Linked DNA regions of Sus scrofa: all the other regions are linked to region 1. The links are chromatin contacts, called in public HiChIP or PLAC-seq and promoter capture Hi-C maps. All regions are on one chromosome and are shown on one strand. Each heading gives the region's core, a stretch centred on a gene start, on an enhancer-like site or on the middle of the called end of the contact. The rest is flanking DNA. Distances are from core to core; before and after follow the strand shown. Region 1 holds the start of KMT2C (histone-lysine N-methyltransferase 2C). Region 2 overlaps KMT2C (histone-lysine N-methyltransferase 2C). Region 3 overlaps KMT2C (histone-lysine N-methyltransferase 2C).

The links. Promoter capture Hi-C pulls out the DNA fragments that hold promoters and counts their contacts. HiChIP or PLAC-seq counts read pairs in DNA pulled down with a chosen protein or histone mark.
Region 2: a contact with region 1 is called in an H3K27ac HiChIP or PLAC-seq map of alveolar macrophages. The contact joins the enhancer-like site here to the promoter of KMT2C in region 1. A contact is called at or near these places in 2 of 5 promoter capture datasets (fetal skeletal muscle and liver), 14 of 47 Hi-C or Micro-C datasets (alveolar macrophages, brain, embryonic fibroblasts and 7 more) and 2 of 2 datasets of contacts at active chromatin or transcription factors (alveolar macrophages and skeletal muscle).
Region 3: a promoter capture Hi-C map of liver shows a contact between it and region 1, with 4 times the contacts expected there. The contact joins the enhancer-like site here to the promoter of KMT2C in region 1. A contact is called at or near these places in 1 of 5 promoter capture datasets (liver), 8 of 47 Hi-C or Micro-C datasets (embryonic fibroblasts, fetal skeletal muscle, liver and 4 more) and 2 of 2 datasets of contacts at active chromatin or transcription factors (alveolar macrophages and skeletal muscle).

Annotation. Positions count from the first base shown.
Region 1 is chr18:4,991,552-4,995,401 of Sscrofa11.1, forward strand. KMT2C (histone-lysine N-methyltransferase 2C) reads left to right here and starts at 1,662. Exons shown (of 62, transcript XM_021079123.1): 1 at 1,662-1,696; 2 at 2,620-2,781. The coding sequence starts at 2,621.
Region 2 is chr18:5,112,124-5,115,973 of Sscrofa11.1, forward strand. All of the region lies in intron 7 of KMT2C (histone-lysine N-methyltransferase 2C), which reads left to right. Among named protein-coding and RNA genes, the nearest start is that of KMT2C, 120 kb to the left of the region's middle. Within about 2 kb of position 1,623, at least 9 of the 83 cell types and tissues checked have an H3K27ac peak or open chromatin away from gene starts, as enhancers often do. A contact at or near this core is called in alveolar macrophages, where this site is marked.
Region 3 is chr18:5,093,934-5,097,783 of Sscrofa11.1, forward strand. It overlaps KMT2C (histone-lysine N-methyltransferase 2C), which reads left to right. Exons shown (of 62, transcript XM_021079123.1): 4 at 3,690-3,828. Among named protein-coding and RNA genes, the nearest start is that of KMT2C, 100 kb to the left of the region's middle. Within about 2 kb of position 2,053, at least 4 of the 83 cell types and tissues checked have an H3K27ac peak or open chromatin away from gene starts, as enhancers often do. A contact at or near this core is called in liver and omental adipose tissue, where this site is marked.

The DNA.
Region 1 (3,850 bases), core at 412-2,911:
AGGATCAAACCCGAGTCACTGCAGTGACAACCCCAGATCCTTAACCCGCTGTGCCACAAGAGAACTCCCCAAACCTCTACTTCTACCCTTTCATTCAGTCCTCCCACTTTTATGTTCCCAATCCCTAGTTGTTTCCTTTTAAAACGTGTTTCCAGCAGGAGTGACTTGCAGTTTGCATGATCGGATCCTTAAGTCCTCCCAAATGCTCAAGTAAATTGTCCTGATGTGGAATTTTGTGCATACGAAACGTACAGTTGGGGATGACTAGTTCAGACTTTCAGTACTGAACGCAGATAATCATTTGGATCAATAATTCAGTTTTTGAAAGGATACTTTAGCGCAAGGTACAGAAAAATAAAAAGGGTCATAAACGATCACTTTATAAGTTTATGATTAGTTATGTAGATGTTCTATTTCTATGTACAATAGACACTTTTAATTTATAGTTTGCATTTGCCAAGCCAGCTTCTCCCCAACCTCAAATTTTAAATTAATAACTTGAAAAAGGCAGCAGGAATTAAACTGAAGGAATTCAAATGACTATGTTATTGTAGTTCTCATTTCAGCCATTTCAGAAAACTATGGTTTTAGTCAGAATAGGCTCTGGAAATCAAACTGTGTCTTTGCCCAAAGAAGAAACAGGATTCAAAGTTTACACTTCTGGCTATTGGGAGGAAGGGAAGGCAAATAACGTAGCAGGGAAAATCAGCTTATTATTTTTACCTTATACTGAAACTGTTGTGAAGATTGAAAAAACCATAATCAGAAAGTGCCTAGTGTGTCCGGCCTAGAGCAAAAAATGATAGTTTACGCCAATCCTTTTGAAATGGTTGATAGGTCTTTCTCCCAATTCAAAGTCCCCTAGTGAGTGGAGAGGAGACGAGCCCAGAGCCCAAGTGTTAATCCCGGTGAGAATAAGAAACCCAGACTCCCGCCTTTGAACTCTCCTTCCTAAGCGCACATTGCCGATTTTCTCATTCGAGCCCCATTTCCCTTTTACCGTTCTCAATGTGTTACTCGAGGTGGCTTACAAGAACTTCGACTTTTGTCGCTTCATCACAACACACGGAACGTTAAGAAACCGCGTTGGGATTTTATCGGTTTATTATGACTTTCAGCATTTTCTTCCTCAAAATGTCATCGTCCTTTTTGTCTAACAGCTTTATAAACCCTTTCTGGATCATTAAAAAAAGGACGCTGTGATAACGAAACTACCCTCGGAATTGGATTAGAACGAAGTTGCACTCCATTTTTCTCCATAGACGCGCATTAAAACGAAAGAACGCTGAACGTGCGCCCGGCGGAGTCCCTCTGGGCCGGTCTACGCGCCCCGCCGGGGGCGGGGGGAGGGGGGAGGGGGAGGCGGGGGGGGGGAGGGGAGGGGAGGCGCCCAGGGGAGCCCAGGTCCGGCCGCGCGTGGCGCCGGACCTGCCCTGCGCTCCCCTGCACGTCCAGGGAGGCCGAGCGCCTTCGCAGCGGGGACGCGGCCCTCCTCATCCTCGCTCTCCCTCCGCGGAGTTCCCCGACCCCGATCCCGGATTATCCTATCCGCAGCTTGGCGCTCTCCGGAGCCGGAGCCGGAGCTGCCGCGCCGCCCGACCGCCGCGTCAGAGGAGGAGGGAGCGGGGGCGGGGGAGGGGCGGTGAGGTCAGCGGCGCGGCGCGTCCGCGGGCGGCGCATGCGCGGAGCGAGCCCCGTGAGTGGCAGCGGTGGCGCGCGGGGGGCGGTGGGGCCAGCGGAGTGGGGGAGGGGGCGGGGGCGTCGCGGCGGCCGTGTGTGGGCGAGACGGCGGCGAGTTTGAGAGGTCTGTGGTGCGGGGCGCCCGGGGGAGACCCGGCGCGGCCCTCGCGCGACGGCCACGGTCGTGTGTGTGTCTGTGTGTGGTACACGCACACCCGCAAAACTTCCTCCTCCCCTGCCCAGGAGGGCGGGCGCGGGCGCTGAGGGGCCGGCGCTCGCGCAGCCCGGAACCCACAACAACTGGAGCAGCTGTCAAAACTTCGCCGCCGCCGCCCGGCCAGACGCGGCTCGCGCGGGGGAGGGGCAGCCGGCGGGGGGCGCGACCCCCGCCCGCCCGCCAGCCAGCCCCGCGGGCCCGCCGCTCCCCGCGCCGCGGCCCCTCTCTCCTCCCCGCGGCGGGCGGCCTGGGGGAGGGGCGCGGGCGGAGACCCCGGGGCCGGCACCCCCCCCCCGTGCCCCGCAGTAGCCCCGCCCCGCCCCGCCCGGCGCCGCCCGCCCCGCGCCCGCGCCCGCACCCGCGCCCGCACCCGCACCGCCCGGCGCCCGCCCGCCCCGCCCGCACCTCCCCGCCCCGGCCCGGCCCGGCCCGGCCCCTCCCTCCCGCCCGCCCCGCCCGCCGCCCCCCGCCCGGCCCCTGCGCGCCGAGGTGCGCGCGCCCGCGCGTATGTGTGTGAGTGCGTGTCCTGCTCGCTCCATGTTGCCGCCTCTCCCGGTACCTGCTGCTGCTGCTCCCGGGGCTGCGGGAAATGCGAGAGGCTGAGCCGGGGAGGAGGAACCCGAGCAGCAGCGGCGGCGGCGGCCGCGGCGGCGGCGGCGGCGGCGGCGGGAGGAGCCCCCCAGGAGGAGGACCGGGATCCATGTGTCTTTCCTGGTGACTAGGATGTCGTCGGAGGAGGACAAGAGCGCGGAGCAGCCGCAGCCGCCGCCACCACCCCCCGAGGAGCCCGGAGCCCCGGCCCCGAGCCCCGCAGCCGCAGACAAAAGACCTCGGGGCCGGCCTCGCAAAGATGGCGCTTCCCCTTTCCAGAGAGCCAGAAAGAAGTAAGTTGAGTGTGAGGGAGCCAGGCCGGGAGCCAGCCGCGGCGCCGGCCCGGAGCTGTCACCGGCGCGCCCGGCCCCGCCGCCCCCGCGCGCCCCCGGCCGCCCCCGCGGGGTGGGGGTGGGGCCCGCGCCAGCCGCGCGGCTCCGGCCCGGGGCGCCCGCCCGCCCCGCGCCCCGCGCCCCGCGCCCGGCCTCCCGCGGCCGCCCCGCACCTCCTTCCGCCCGGCCGGGCTCCGACGGCTCGCGCCGCCGTCACACTTTACTTTTTAGTTTGGCCCTCGCGCCGTGTTTTCTCGGAGCTTCTGGTTTTGGCGACGTTTCTGGCAGATTCCTCTTGGGCTCGCCGGGTCGTTGGCACGGCAAGCCCGGAGCTCACCTAGGCGGCCCGGGCCGGCGCGCTCCGGGACGCTCGCCGAGCTGTCAAATGCCTGGGCCAGGTGGTCTCCCGGCCCGGGCCGCTGGGCGGGAGGAAACGCACGGAGCTAGGGCTGGTTTTCTTTGTCAGCCAGCCGCTCCTTCAACTTTTCTCGCTCCCAAACCTATGCTTTCCGCCTTTAATGATAGATTAGGAAGTCCTTTGACTTCTCCCTCCGCCCCTCCCCCACCCCAGCCCCGCACCGCCCGGCGGGCGCCGAAGAGCCCAACTCCTGTGTGCTCGCCCAGCTTCGGGGGACGGCGTGCGGCAAGTTTTGGAAACGCACTCAGGGTCCCCACCCCAGGCCGAACGGGAAGGGCACGTTGGCTCAGAGACTGCAGATGGAAAGGTGGCTGAACTTAGAGCGAAGTCGCCGCTCTGAGCTGTTACCGGCTCGGGAGTCGCTTTCGTGGGCTTTCGAACGGACATTAGGGCTGAATACCCGCGGCTGTTCGATGATCAGAAACGTCTTTTTGCAGAATGCCTGTACGACAACTTTGCCTGTGAATTACGAAACCCGTTTTAGTGCGGGCGAGTCGCTCAGCGCTTGTGGCTGTTGCGGGTGCCATGGCAGGTCCGTGAATGCCTTTCGGAGTTGTAGAATGGCGTGTATTGCTTACTCATTTCATTATACGATCATCTCATTGAACGGGT
Region 2 (3,850 bases), core at 373-2,872, 120 kb after region 1:
CCGTGACCTCTAGTAGCCGTGAGCACACCCAGTGCTCAGATCTTGGTTTCTCACCCATGTTCTCCAATAGAAGAGACCAGGGCTCTGTGAAAAGTGGTTCATGGTGCAGGGAAATGCAAGAAAGTGAGGCAGTTCTGAAATCAGGCATGTAGTTGAACAAGAAAGCACAGAAGCCAGCCTGAAGGAGCTCCTAAGAGTTGCCCAGTTTGAGCAATAACCAAAAAAAGAGTGATAGTATTGCGTTACTATCTGTGGAATGATCCACACTGATAAATCAATAGGTAAATACACGCGTGGTGTAGGTCAAGCCCCATCACTTCTCTGCCCGTCTCTGTCTTCTTTCCAGATAGTAGTGCCATTCTGAATGGGGTCGTTTTCTCTTTTGATCATTCCCCAATAAATGTGTAGCCTAACTGAGTGGCCCTGAAGGTCATCCATGGAGTCGTTCATAGTTAGGAGAAAGAAGTCACGAGTCAGTGCCAGTGTGAAGGGAGGTCACCGGTGTGGTCAGCTTCGATCCAAGTTTATGAATTTATAATTGTCCAAAACCCCCTCTGGAGTCGGGTGAATCTTTAGAGTTCTCCTCACGTGCTGGGGGTAGAGTAGTGTGACGGGGAAGATCTTGGCTATTTCCAGAGGTTCCCCAGGGGCAGCGTTTGTAAAAGTGCTGAGGACTTAGAACAGGCTTTTGTTTTCCCAAAGGACAGATGTCAGAACGCTCTTGGCTTTGTTAGGAGGACACGTGGCCGAATGTATTAGGATATATCCCACCTCTCTTTTCAAAGAAAATAAACATTTCATCTTCAAGATAAAGGGGACATTCAAGATAAACAATGATGGTGTAAAAGACTTTTCAAGGAAACGTGCTGGGGGTTGAACATTTTGAAAATAGTTGTTTGGAACTATTTATATTATATTTTATTGCCAGAAGCAATGAAAGTTTGTAAAGAAACAAACAACAAAAATATTTTCACATTTGTTGCCGTAAATCTTAGCATTTCCTGATCTGTCTAAAATATTCTGAGAGTTCTTTGTTTTAAACTCATTTATTGAAAATTAATACTTTTGACTATGGCAGGTGACAGTCTACTGGCTAAATTTTTGATACTTTTGGTTGGGATTGAAAAATGGTTGTAGAAATATGTGCTTCTGTTTAGATCTTATTTTGTGCGAATGATTTTTTTTTTTTTTTTTTTTTTTTTACAAAAAGCTGTGACAGATACTGAAATAAATTGAAGCTGGAATAGGACTGTTCATTCTAACAAGATGGAAAAGAACAAGATAATAAAGCCTGGCGGCAGCAAGGGGAGGGATCTCCATATTCCCTCAACTTTTGGGTTGTTTACCTCTTTATGTACACATTTGAGCATGTGTCCTTAGTATACATTATTATTTTATTGGATACGTATCTCTCCTTTATGGCACTTGCGTTGTTTCTGTATTCATTATTATGGGTCTCCCAGCCAGGGCTATAGGCCTCGTGAGGGCATGGATCCTGTCTATGTTGGCTTGTGATTTGACCTCTGGTGCCTGACAAACTGCCTGGCACACACTGGAGTCGTTTCTGTGAATGGACCGTCCCAGTAGAGGGCAGTACGGAATGCTTGGGCTCCAGTGGACAGGAGTGCGCTGCTGGCACCTAGTGGCCGCTCCTGGACACGCGCTGCTCGGGACTGTCCGCCGCTCAGGGCCAGCACCGCTGAGGTCGACCGTCCTGTTCCTCCCATTCAGAAACCAGAACATGTACTGTATTTCCGCAGGGGTTAAGTGCCAGTCGTTATCAAGCCGTTCCGTTTTTCTGGGCTTTCCCTCGGGTTGTTTCTCAGTTTTTCCAGGGGGAGTTTGTCTTTTGGTAGATTGAAGAGTACACTCAGGGTGAACCTGTGTTTCAGGAAAGGTAACAGTGTTTCTCTCTTGCGCCTTTGGGGGTGCTGCCAACCCCTTGGAAATCTGGGTAATTTGACTGTTACCAAGAGAATACTTAAATCGTGAATTTACAAATGTTTGATCATTTATTTACCTAAAGCTCCTCTTTCTGGCACTTTGCTCATTGCCCCCCAAAGAAATAACCTCTAAAACTTCCCATATATATTTCTGTTCTTTTAACTCGTTCTGAATGAAATGTTCAGTCTTACTTTAAAAGTGAAACATGAAAACATTACTTACAGTGTCTGCCACTTCGGATGGTTAATTTCTTGTGTTTCCTTCTCCCTCATCCCAGGCTGCAACCCCATTGTTCAGTTCTGTGGTAATATTCTGCTCTCGCGCCACTTGTTTTTGTGTAAAAGCCAACTTAGTTCTGCAAGAGAGTTGTGTGTTTTTTTTTTTAAATATTTTGGGTTCTTTTCATTGACTGAAAAAGAGAAGAAAATAGCTTTTCTATGATAAGGTTGGAGTACACATCAGGCATATAGATAAGCGATGGAATGTCAGAGTAATTTCTGTTTAAAAAGATTAACAATGTACAGCCAAAGTCTCTCTCCACACCTGTCCTCTAACCAACGAGAAGTAGTTTTGTGGGTTATTTGGGTGCTTTTTAAGGGCCACACCCACGGCATATGGAGGTTCCCAGGCTAGGGGTCTAACTGGAGCTACAGCGGCCAGCCTACACCACAGCCACAGCCACACCAGATCTGAGCTGCATCTGCGACCTACACCACAGCTCATGGCAATGCCAGATTCATAACCCACTGAGGGAGGCCAGGGATTGAACCCGCAACCTCATGGTTCCTGGTGGGATTTGTTTCCACTGTGCCACGAAGGGAACTCCAACTGAAAGTAGTTTTATAAGGTCACTTAAGATGTGGTTTGTATCTTTATGTAAGATGATCTCCACGTACCTTTCTTAGGAATACTGTGTTGTTGTTTTTATATATAATCCTCGTGCTTCACAGTGAAAACCAAATAATTATCAAAGTATATTCCCTTCATTTTGCCCTCTAGTATTTTAAGAGGAAGGAAACAGTCACCTCTAAGAATTCTCTGTCTGTGCTGGGGACCCACAAGACCACCGCCCCCTTGGGACTAAGTGGGACTCCTGGGACTGAGCATCGAGTTGTAATTTTGGCTAAGCCCAAGATCAAGAAGTCTTTGATTTGGCAAGGATATATCCTAGAAAAGTCTCAAAGAATCCATGTGCAGGAGTTCCTGCAACAGGATTGGTGGTGTCGCTGGAGTGCTGTGGACACAGGTTTGATCCCTGGCCTGGCACAGTGGGTTAAGTATCCGGCATTATTGCAGCTGTGGCTTAGATCGCAACTGCGGCTCGGATCTGATCCCTGAACTGGAAACTCCATATGCCGTGGGGCAACCAAAAAAGGAAAAAGGAATCCATGTGTAGGCTTCCTTAGGTGGTCTTCCTCCAGCAGTGTAAATACAGCAACATGTGTGTGATGCTTCTGCCCTGAGGAGCGCGAGATCTTTGCTGGGGGTGGTCATGTAGGCACCTCTGCCCAGCACCTACCAGAAGGATGGACTAGGCGCAGTGACCTGCCCTTGTCACATGGGGAACCACAGGACATGTCCGTGTCACATAGGGAACCGCGGGGCGTTGTCGTGTCACATAGGCAGCCATTGGGAATCCTCCTCAAATCTAGCTTCCCAGATGCCAGCTATGCACACAGGCCTTTCTAATAATAACGGTCTCAGGCATGCTATGTTACAACCCTTTTGTGCCCAGCAATAGAATTGGTTTGTGTCTCAATTTCTTTGTTTGTTTTGTTTTTCTTTTATTTTTTATTGTGTCTCACTTTCAGCATATTGCTCTCTGTAGAATTATGGTTCCCGTTGTGGCTCAGTGGTTAATGTACCCGACTAGTAACCATGAGGTTGCGGGTTTGATCCCTGGCCT
Region 3 (3,850 bases), core at 803-3,302, 100 kb after region 1:
CTTATGAGTCGCATTCCTGTTTAACCTTACCCTGTCCTTTGAGCTCCAAGGGGAAGTCAGTCGGGCGGACACACAGCCCTCTTACTTGCCCACCCTTAGTTATAAGCCATAAACCAAACTCTGCAAGTGGTTTAAGTGTTACTTGTTTCCTTTTGCAAGCGAGAAAAAGAAGGGACTGAGATTGTGCCTCAACTTGCCAGAAGTAAAATTTTGACTAGAGGCCGTAGTGGTTGATAGCAACACATTGAGAGCACACAGGCTGTACCCTCTTGGCGGGCCCATGATTTGGGGGTGCAGGCTAAATGGAGCAGCTCTTAGCAGAAGTGTGTTCCTACGGCAGAGTAACAGGACTCTTGTCCATTTGCCTCATTGTCTACAAGCTTCTGAGGCGTTCTTCTTACTCCTCTTTAATGGTTCCCGTCTCTTCTCTTGACTCGTACCCGTGCTTGTAACCTGGTGGTAGAAATGGTACAAAATGAGCATATCCCACATGCGCTCGGTGCATTTCTGGGCAGAAATGAAACACCTCTTTAAAGGTATTTTTCTGTATGGTCATTTTGTAGCACTTTGTTATAGGCAGCGAGAACCTCTCAAGCACTATTGCATTCCTTCCTGTCTTTGTTGGTAAAGGCACCAGAGGGCAGGCTGCGCAGAATAATCTCTGGCTGTCTCCAGATACTTGCCCTAGAGCTCCGGAGGCACGCAGCCTGCTTGCAGGTTATCGTGGGTCATGATCCTACCAAAGAGTTTGATGCAGCATAACAGGTGAGCCACTGCTCTCGCTGTTCTCATCACCTGCTCACCAGCCCACCTGCTTTACGTTTTTGTTAACGGTAGTTCCCCACACTTGATAACAGTTTTCTGTGTTAACTCAAGCATGGGTTAAACTGCTGTGCAGAGACCCTCAGATGTAGCAGTGGCTTAAATAAAACCTTCATTTTGCTTTCATGTAATGTTTCTGAGTGGGACATCTAGGCTGATGGGGTGGTTTTGCTCCCTGTGGTTGTTGATGGACCCACGTTCCTTCCAGCCTGTTTCTCTGCCCTCCCCTGGGGTGCTGTTCTTGTCTGCAGCATTGCAGCTGGGTTGCTGACATGTTCCTGGTCCAGTCTCTAGGAAAGAGGAGACATGATTTAGTCTGGAGCAAGTGCCTTCCTCTTTGGTGATGTAGAAGTTCATGGTTACTTCGGGTTGTATTCTGTTGGTGAGAACTTAACCTGCTCTAGCTGCAAAAGGGGTTGCAAATAAAGTCTACAGCTGAGCAGCTATGTGCCCTACTAAGGCATGAATAACACAAGAAAGAGAGGGCACATTTTTGTCCTTTGTCCATTTTTCTGTGTGCCTTGTTCATCTGTGGAGTTCTTTACATATTCTGGAGTTGAATACCTTTTTGAGGGCACAAAACACATGTATTTTCTTTCCATCTGTGATGTATTTTTAAATTTTGTCCATGGGGTCCTTTGTCATGTAGAAATTTAATATTTTATGTAGTCAAATTTGCAGGCCTTTTTATAATCCATCTTTGTTATAAATATGTTTTTTTGTAGATTTGATTCTGGGTACTCTATATCAATTTTGTGGCTGGGGTAGACAGGACAGACACCATGATTAATAGGCCCCACAAGCACTTAATTTATGGTCAACTTTTCTATTTCAATTTAAAACAGAAACATTATTTTAAATAGGAAAACCAAATCCATCTGTTGGATGCCTCATTTCATCATTAATTTTATGATCTGATGGGATTTACAGTTATTTCTAGTTATTTCTAACTAAAAAATTAATAGTTCTCAAAACTATTCATTTGTCAAACTAGTTCTGTAAAATTCATTTTGAATCTAGAAGACTTTGATAGTTGTAAAAATAAGGGAGTCATTGAAATGTCCATCTGAGAGGTGAGAGGTCACATTTGCCGCCAAAGTAAGTGTTCAGGCTGCTGGATGGGCCTTGCATGCAGCGAAAGTGTGGTCTGGGGGTCAGGAGGACGTTAGGGCCAGAGATGTTGCCGTAAAGATCAGTGAGACCAGAGGAGGTTGTTGAACTCTGGGTAATAATTAAGTGCTTCCTGGATGAGCACAGAAAGGCCGTACAGAGGCTGCACTCCCATTTAGAGGCCTAAGGAAGACAGCTGAAGGGACAGATGTGAGACCATTTAATCTTTGTTAACCTCATGAGATGTAGTAGCTTTCTAACTTTACAGAGAAGTGAATTAGCCTGAGAGAGAAGACTTCTACGTCACGTTGTCTGTGGTTGGTAGTGGGTGGAGGTGGTCCTTGAGAGCAGGTCCGAAGGACTCAGAGCCCGTGGTGATCCAGGACTGCGCTTAAGGGGTGGGGAGCATTTCATTGAGGAAGCTTAGTGAGGGGCCCCTGGATGGTTCTTTGGCCACCAGTGGGGGTCGAGAGAACAGTGCTGCGGGGGAGAGGATGGATGCCGTACGGGAGGGCTTATCTGCGGAAGAAGGTGTCGGGTTTGCCCCCCGCCCCGGTCCCATTGCAGGAAGTTTGGTGGTGAAAAGGAAGGAGAGAAAGCCTGGAGGAGCATGAAGGACTTTAAGCTGCTTGCCTTTTTGTTTGTTTGTTTGTTTGGGGATATGAGTCCAGGGAGGTCTAAGTAAACTCCCAGGTAGAAAAGCAGGATCCTGGAGAAGAAAGGTACTAGCCAGAGGTGGTAGTGTTTGAAGGGCCTCTCGGCATCTAGACTGCCTCCTAAGCAGGCATGTGTGAGGTGTTGTGTGGGGTTGGAGTCTTGAGGATAACTGAAAAAGGCAGTGGAGTCAGGATCATTTAGCTTTTAGAGTGGCTGATATTACAGGAGTTCCCGCTGTGGCACAGCGGGATTGACAGTCTCTGCAGCGGCAGGGACTCGGGTTCAGTCCTTGGCCTGGTGTAGTAGGTTAAAGATCCAGTTGCCACAGCTGTGGAGGAGGTCACAGCTCGGGATTGGATTGACTCGGGTTTGATCCAGGGCCCCAGGAACTCCATATGCCGCACGGCTGCCAAAAAAGAAAAAAAGATGATACTTTCAATTTATAAATTATGAAGAAACTTTTTTACAAGTCACATTAAAGTATATCTGTTCTATAGGTGAACTGCTATAATCCTGAAAATAAGGTTCTTAATGGTTATTACTAAGATTGAAACGTCTCTGTGAGTTCCCGTCATGGCTCAGTGGTTAATGAACCCGACTAATAGCCATGAGGATGCAGATTCGATCCCTGGCCCTGCTCATTGGGTTAAGGTTCTGGCATTGCTGTGAGCTGTGGTGTAGGTAGCAGATGAGGCTCGGATCCTGCGTTTATATATAAAAGCTTTTCTTGTGTTTCTTTTTTAGGGCTGTACCTGCAGCATATGGAAGTTTCCAGGCTAGGGGTTGAATCGGTGCTGTAGCTGCCAGCCTACACCACAGCCACAGCAACACAGGATCCGAGCCACATTTGTGACTTACACCACAGCTCACAGCAACGCCAGATCCTTAACCCACTGAGCGAGGCCAGGGGACTAAACTGTGACCTCGTGGATACTAGTCAGGTTTGTTTCCATTGCGCCACAACGGGAACTCCCTCTTGTGTTTATGGTTATTTGTTTACATTCTTTTTCCTTTATGATGTGTACTTTATAGATAAATAGACTAAAGATTGGTATAAATACATAATGACTTTTTATATTCTCTTGTTTACTATTAAGCAGAAATCAAAGAACAATCAGCAGAAGAGGATGCTGAAGCAGAAGTGGACAACAGCAAACAGCTGGTCCCAGCCCTTCAGCGCTCTGTGTCTGAGGAATCTGCAAGCTCCCTGGTCTCTGTTGGTGTCGAAGCCAAAATCAGGTTAGAGAATGAATGCAGGTGG